2 separate regions of the Sus scrofa genome follow, and region 1 is linked to region 2. A link is a contact called in public Hi-C data. All regions are on one chromosome and are shown on one strand. The core of a region is the stretch at or near the end of the contact, and the rest is flanking DNA. Distances in the headings are between cores, read along the strand shown. Region 1 overlaps LOC106510680 (a long non-coding RNA gene). Region 2 has its middle 310 kb from the start of GATA6.

What was found. Hi-C and Micro-C count contacts between places; a contact is called where the count stands out from the background.
Region 1: a Hi-C map of omental adipose tissue shows a contact between it and region 2, with 1.6 times the contacts expected there. The contact joins two enhancer-like sites. A contact is called at or near these places in 4 of 47 Hi-C or Micro-C datasets (liver, omental adipose tissue and skeletal muscle).

What each region holds. Positions count from the first base shown.
Region 1 is chr6:107,757,717-107,761,302 of Sscrofa11.1, reverse strand. The region is part of intron 2 of LOC106510680 (a long non-coding RNA gene); the gene reads left to right. Among named protein-coding and RNA genes, the nearest start is that of RBBP8, 160 kb to the left of the region's middle. Within about 2 kb of position 1,267, at least 12 of the 83 cell types and tissues checked have an H3K27ac peak or open chromatin away from gene starts, as enhancers often do. A contact at or near this core is called in omental adipose tissue, where this site is marked.
Region 2 is chr6:107,592,272-107,595,879 of Sscrofa11.1, reverse strand. No RefSeq gene overlaps it. Among named protein-coding and RNA genes, the nearest start is that of GATA6, 310 kb to the right of the region's middle. Within about 2 kb of position 2,294, at least 11 of the 83 cell types and tissues checked have an H3K27ac peak or open chromatin away from gene starts, as enhancers often do. A contact at or near this core is called in omental adipose tissue, where this site is marked.

The sequences.
Region 1 (3,586 bases), core at 18-2,517, 170 kb before region 2:
TCCGGCATCTCTGTGGCTGTGGTATAGGCAGGCAGCTGCAGCTCCAATTTGCCCCCTAGCCTGGGAACTTCCATATGCTGTGGTGAGGCCCTAAAAATGCAAAAAAAAAAAAAAAAAAAAAAAGGAAAAAGAAAAGAAAAAGACCATGAGGACAAAGAAGTTGTAGAACTTACTCTGATTCCCTAAAGATAAAAGATGTGAGATAATCCTGTAAGCCAGAAAAACCTTAGAAGATAGTCAGGCAAGACCTATTACTAGAGAGGAAAAGAAGGTAGGTATGGTCATTTGTTCACTCACTCATCTCATTCCTTCATTCATTCACCTACCCAGAAAGAATGTTTAAGTACCTGCTATAGATTCAGCATGTCCTCGGGTGCTTCTTTTTTGTCCTCCTCTGTAAGGGAGGCATTACAAACCTGCTCAGTGATAGGAGAGCGTGAAGATAGCAACCCATGTATGAATTAAAAAAAAATCCTGGTGTCATCTGTGTTGAGGAACCATAAAGTCAAAGGAAGGATGACAGTCAGGGGAAAATAGGCTTCAAATATGCTAACAATTTGCCTAAGGTGTCTGTGTGTAGAATTCTCATAACCTTATTGCTCAATAAAACATCTGGTCCATAGCCCTGGGAAAGGAGACTCTTGTTGGTGTCCTTCAGTGATGCCTACTTGAGAGAGTCTCTTGGGTTTTACCCTTGCCTGGGCTCAGGGGTGAGTTGTGACTGAATGTGTCCTGTGTGTAGACAGTTCTGGCAAACCTACCTTAACCAAAGGAAGAATCCTCATTTGTTGCTCAAAGGCCTGCTAATTATGATTTGATGAATGTAACTAGCAGGTGAACTATACCACAGCTCATAGCAATGCCAGATCCTTAACCCCCTGAACAAGGCCAGGGATCAAACTGCATCCGCATGGATCCTAGTCGGGTTCGTTAACCGCAGAGACGCGAAGGGAACTCCCGAGGCTAGAAGTCTTTATGATGCCTGGACTATGGCACTAGGAGCTCAGACTCTGAGGGCTGTAGGGAGCCCTCAGCAGCAGAAACGGTCCATATATTTTGTTTCTAAGGGCCCTTCATCAACATTAGGTTGTGGTGTGGAGGAGAAAAGTCAATATGCCTAGAACTGTGCATTGTTCAATTTAATAAACACCTAAGGGATTGAACAGAGGCTGAATAGAAAAGTTTCCAGGTGGCTTTTCCTCTCCAAGTGACTTTTTCTGTGCCTAGTAACCAAATACTTGTGTTGACATCAGGCCAAGGTTTAACTATTAGTCATATATTTTCTAGATAAGTGACACTAGCTGCCCCTTTGGATTTCAAAGACAGAAAAGGATCTTGAATTTGGGATGAGGCCCTGAGGACCTTCTTAAGTAGTGCTGACAAGTCTCCGGATGGGTTAAGGATATTCTTGATATTAGGAACTGAGCAGTCTAGCCCCAACAAGTGTGTGCACGTACTACCAAATCTTATGAGGCCATTTGGTAACAATATATTTTGTTATGTTTTTATGATGTCTTCTTGGGTGGCCAGATTATTAGCCATCAGCAGTAGTCTGGTACTGAGTGATTAAAAACTCCATGGCTTTCATATTAAAACAGAAATTGAAGTCAAACTAGGATCTATTGCCCACCCCCTCCCCTGTCCCCTGCTTACCTATTTCCCTTTCTCTCTTGGTCGCTAGCCCTATTTACCTTGTGTCTTATAGGTAATGAGATTTGAATGGCTGTGCCTACTGTAGTCTGTGTTTCGGCATGAGTGTCTGGAAGTTTGTATAAGATTTAGATCTTCTTACAAATAAGGCCTGCAGTGTTCTTTTCAGGATTTGGGGGAAGAAAGGACCAATACTGCCGTGAAGATTATCCAGCTCCCTTCCCCACTCACCTACAGGTCCCTACCTAGTGACCAAATGACTTACAAATGAGCTATGAAGAGACTTGTCCTGTGAGAGGTTTTAAAGTATATATAAGGATATTTTGCAAGAGCAGCAGTACAGAAACAAGTTCAAAAGGACAGAGGAAAAATGCTCCAAATCTGTGGCAAACAAGATTTCACTGAAATTTACAGGATTCCTTGGATATGTCGTTGATTCATGCACTGATTTCCCAACACTTTGAAACTATTTCAAGTAGTGTTTAGGGAAACAAAACTTTTCTCTGTAATAAAAAATAAATTATTCTACTTTTATAGACAAACTGAAGATGACTATTGCTTAAGTTTGTTTTTTTAAGCTGAATGCTTTTTTTTTTTTTTAAACTGGGGGGAATAGTTAAAAGAAACAACAGATTTTTCTCTCTTTCTTTCTCTCTTCACCACCCCCGTCTATTTTAACTGAAAATGAAAAACACACTTTGTGATTTAGCCAAAGGAAGTTAAGGATGAGTCTTTGGGGAGAGGAAGTAGTGCAACTGGTTATCATGTTAACCTTCCATTATAGGAGTTGGGCTCAGAGCTGGATTTGCTGCTTACAGCAAATGAACAGAACCTGAATGGTTAACATCCCACATCTACCCTACTCCTCAGCTAGCATCCTCATCCTTCACACATACTAAATACCTAGAGTGACTGGAGATAAAAGTCAGGTTATTAGATATGAAATGGCCTCCTCCTTTATTCCCCTTCTGTAAATGTCTGTATAGTTAACTATGACCACAAGCCACCTTAAAATTGAACTTCTATATCAGTGTTTTTAGACTCTCTCTTTTCTTGGTCTCTGCCTCAATTTCCCTATCTGTTAATGGAAAGAATAAAAGGCCCTGAGGGGGGCATTAAGAGTACAAGATAATCATAATTTTAGTGCGGCATGGAAGTCAGGATGTGGGTTAAGTGGTAGGAAAGGTCAGATACTGTCTATGTTTTAAAAAATAATGGCAACAAAATTTTTACTGATAGATTAAAGAACATTGTGAGAAAAAGAGGTGTTTCAGATGACTCTAATATTTTTGTGTTTGGCAACTGGAAGATTGGGATTGCTCTTTTCTGAGATGCAAAAAACTACAGAAGGAATGAGAAGGTGGAATGAAATCAAGAATTTGGTTTTAGGCATGTTAAGTTAGAGATGCTTAATGAACATCCAAGTGGAGATGTCAAGATGGTAGTTAGATATTTGAATCTGGAGTTCAGGAGAAAAGTTCAGGCTGGAAATAATAGATGTATATAATCTGTGTGTGTGTGTGTGTGTGTGTATTTAGGAATTTCAATTGTATCGATATTATTTAAAACCGTGAGGCTGTATGAGATCACATAGGGCCGAAGCCAATAATTTTTAAACTTAGCTGCACATTGGAATCAATGTGAGAGCTTGAAACAAGAATGGATGACTGAGCCTTATCCTAGACCAACTCTGGTCTAGATTATAACTCTAAGGGTCAGTTCCAGGTACTATGAGTTTATAAAAGCTCTGTGAGTTATTCTAACTTAAACCAGGGTTAAAAATCACGACCCTGGAGTTCTCGTCATGGCGCAATGGTTAATGAATCTGACTAGGAACCATGAAGTTGCGGGTTTGGTCCCTGCCCTTGCTCAGTGGGTTGGGGATCCGGTGTTGCCATGAGCTGTGGCGTAGGTTGCAGATGCGGCTTGGATCTGG
Region 2 (3,608 bases), core at 1,045-3,544:
CAAATATCCCATTCTAGTGCCATCTCTTCCTAAGAGCACAGTGTACTGGGAAGGGCATTGGGGAGGGACTTAAAGACCTGACCTATAATAGCAGCTCCACTACCAACTTGTTACATGACCTTGGCAAGTCACTCCAAGTCTTAGATTCCTCATGTATAAAGTTAAGGTATAGTCAAATGCGTCCTCAGCTTCCCTTCTAAAAGCTAAAGCTCCACCTCTGACTCATTTTCAGCTGAATTCTCAGCCACATGAAGAGCTTCCCCATCTCCCAGCAACATCTTGGGACTTCCTTGGGGCATGAAGAGAAAATGACACAGGATTCCTTTCAACATGATCCATGGGATGTGACACAATCTTATTTTTTTTGCCCTGTGGAGGGTATGTGTGTGTGTAAGCGTGTATAGACCTGAGTTCACAAATATATGTGAACATGAACTCAGGAGACATCTTTTACAATTGAGAGCATGTTTAGAGGTTATAAAATCCTGCATTTTTCTTTTTCTTTCTTTTTCTTTTCTTCTTTTTTTTTTTTTTGTTTTGTTTTGTTTTTAGGGTTGCACCTGTGACATATGGAAGTTCACAGGCTGGGGGTCGAATCAGAGCTACACCACAGCCACAGCAATGCAGGATCCAGCTGCGTCTATGCCAGCTGGATCAGCAATGCCAGATCCCCAACCCACTGAGCAAGGCCAGGGATCGAACCCGCATTTTCATGGACTAGTTGGATTCATTTCTGCTATGCCACAAGGGGAACTCCAAATCCTGTGCTTTTCAAACACTTTATAAGCAGAAGTGTCCTTTCCTCAGGGAAACTTTCTGCAAACTCTGAATATATGTAAAGGAAAGAATAGAGCTTTGGGTATGGACGCCCAGGTCCCCATCTCTTTCTTGGTGGGAGGAGAAGGGTGAGGTCCTCCCATCCAGGCCTCAGAGGCTCTCTGTAGAGCTCAAAACTTTGGATGTCCAGCTGAATAGTTCACAGGAGAGCAAACAGAGACTCAGAGAGGCAGGGACTTGCTCAGGCTCATATACTAACTGGTGGAAAAGCTGGGGCTCTTGAATATCTACCTAAGAGTGTTTGAACACATCATGTCATAATCAGCATTACCAAAAGTGATTAGGGACATAATTGCAAGCATGCCAATACCCCCATAAAGAAGAACTCTCTGAGGATCCTGGAAATTTTAAAACTCAGCAACTGTCAGAGCAGCATCTGTGTTATGATTCAGGAATCTCTGGCTTAATACACTGATGACTCTTCTTGTGAAGACAAATATGACCTTGTTTCTAAACTGCTTTTTAAACTGAGCTATTTTTTGAAAAAGTCTTGTTCATTTCATGCATAATTAAAGAAAAGAAATGATTCCAATAGAGGCAAAAGGAAATGTTTTCACTTGCTTGTTTGGGAAAATGCTTGGGGAACCACAGCACCACTGTCAGGGTGAGCTCACAAAAGTGGTGCACGGAGGTACGAGGGCTCCTCAGTGTGGCCCTGGATGTTTCTGGGAAAATATGTATCAGTCATGATCGTCGAGCTCCAGGGTCCAACCCTAGGTTGCAAAATATTTCCCCTTTTGGACTTCACCTCAGCAATAATTCAACAGTGTGACAACTCAGTAGGAAGTGGACCTTGAACAAGAGTGATAGGTATCTTTAGCTTGCAGGGCTTGCAAAGCTTGCAGGGCTGTGCAGGAAGCTTGGTGGCAGATCAAGTAATCATATCCCGTGGCCTTCCTCTCTCACCAAAGTGATATTTGCATTGTGCAACCCAAGCACATTTCATACAAAATCCTGTTCCCACTTTTTCTCTGAATGGTATTTGGCAACTTTCATTGGTTCCTAACATTTTGTTCTGGTCACAGATAAATCTCCCCTGTCCACTTAATGAGCAAGCTGAATCGCAGACTCTAAGAGCTGGAATTGGCCTCAGAAGTTACCAAATCTGGTCCTGTAGTTTCCTAGCAAAGGAGTCAGAAATAGAGACAGGGAAGTGACCTGACCAAAATCACATGAGTCAACAGCGAATTTGGGACATGAGCACAGCTGTCCTAATATCAAGGACTTTTCCACCCTTCCATGCCACTTCTTTGAAGTTGGCCGCAATACAGTAAGATGAAGTCTTTTCTACCTGGGTCACTGGTGTCTGATCACAAAGGTTCATTGGGGACCTAGGGAAACCCCTCATTAGGCAGACAGTCTGGAGAGGAAGGCAGATATTGAACCAATAATAGCAACTGAATAGGCACATAGTTGCAAGTGTGCAAACAACTCTGTGAAGAAGGATCAGCTGCTGTGGGAGTGTTATCTCCGGGGCTGATAGGGGCTGTTTGTGTCCAGGGTAGGATCTGATTGGCTGGTCCTATGACTTAGCAGTTAAATATGTTGACTCTTACCTTTGGTTATCTCCCAAAGGTGGTTCCCATAATGTGTGGGTTGCTTAAACTATTTGATTCTGCTCCCATGTGTTTCTTCTGCCTGACGAGTCTACCTGGAATCTACCTCCAGGAAGACAGGTACTGTGAAAAGAACTAAGATTCGTACAAACAATTTTAGTCTGTCAATCAAGCTATAAGGGGAGAAGTGACATGGATGTTCAAATTAGCTCTGAGTCCTCTGTGCTTGCGCTCCTCCAGGAAATGGCATGTTGGATATTGGAAGCCTGGTATCCCAGTAATTTAGTAATACAATTCTAAAATTGCTTATGTTTACATCAAAACTAAAGTAGTGATTTCAAATTGCATGGCAATCTGATTTTGAACATTCACCCCTCCTCTTCAACCCTCATCAACACTTTAACAAGCCATTCTTGTTATAATTTCTGCAAATGCAGCCTCTGCAGAGTTAGAAATCCTACCATGAATCTTTCTGGAAAATGAACTATCATGCCTAAATTTCTCATCATCCCAGATGTATGTAAAGAAGCTAGAGTTAAAGGAAATTTCTACACACTAGGCTTCACATTGAAGGGTTAATCACAGGACATTTTTCTGAATCAAAAAGATTTGAGCTTCGGATCTGAATTAGCACCTGAAATTGCTCTCAGCTTGATCTAGCCTCCTCTGTATCTCTTCCCAGTTCACTTTCCATCCTGGGATTCTTCCTTTCCTCCTCTTTTCCTTTGTGTTCATGTGGTTGCCCTGAACCCTTTCCTCATTTTTTCCTTAGTCCCCAAGTTGTTCAAATTTTCTTCTTACACAATGACTCCCCCTTGGTTTTCCCTGGCTTTCTCTAAGCCCAGCATCTTCATGGGTGGCCCTATTGCCTCTCCTTCCACTAGCCAGTCTTTTTCTCCCCTCCTTTCCCCCTCCCCGAATTGTGAGAGCTGCACAAAAGCTGGAACCAGAGGTAGAAGGGGAAAGAGCAAAGCTGCTTGTCCCAGCATTTCCTTCCCCTGGCTGGGTAAGTACCTCAGGGAGAGGGTGCTGAGCTTCCCTGGCAGAGGACAGTGTGTCCAAAGCAAGTTGGCTTTGAGTCAGCATTCAGTTTTGGTCAGTGCTCTCTCTCCGTTGAGAAATTGGGCCAAGTTTGGCCAAAGGCCCATTCAAAGTCCAGTTCTGGAATATGTGTCTATTCTTTCTCTCTATCTACTCTCCCCAGAGAGCCCAGGA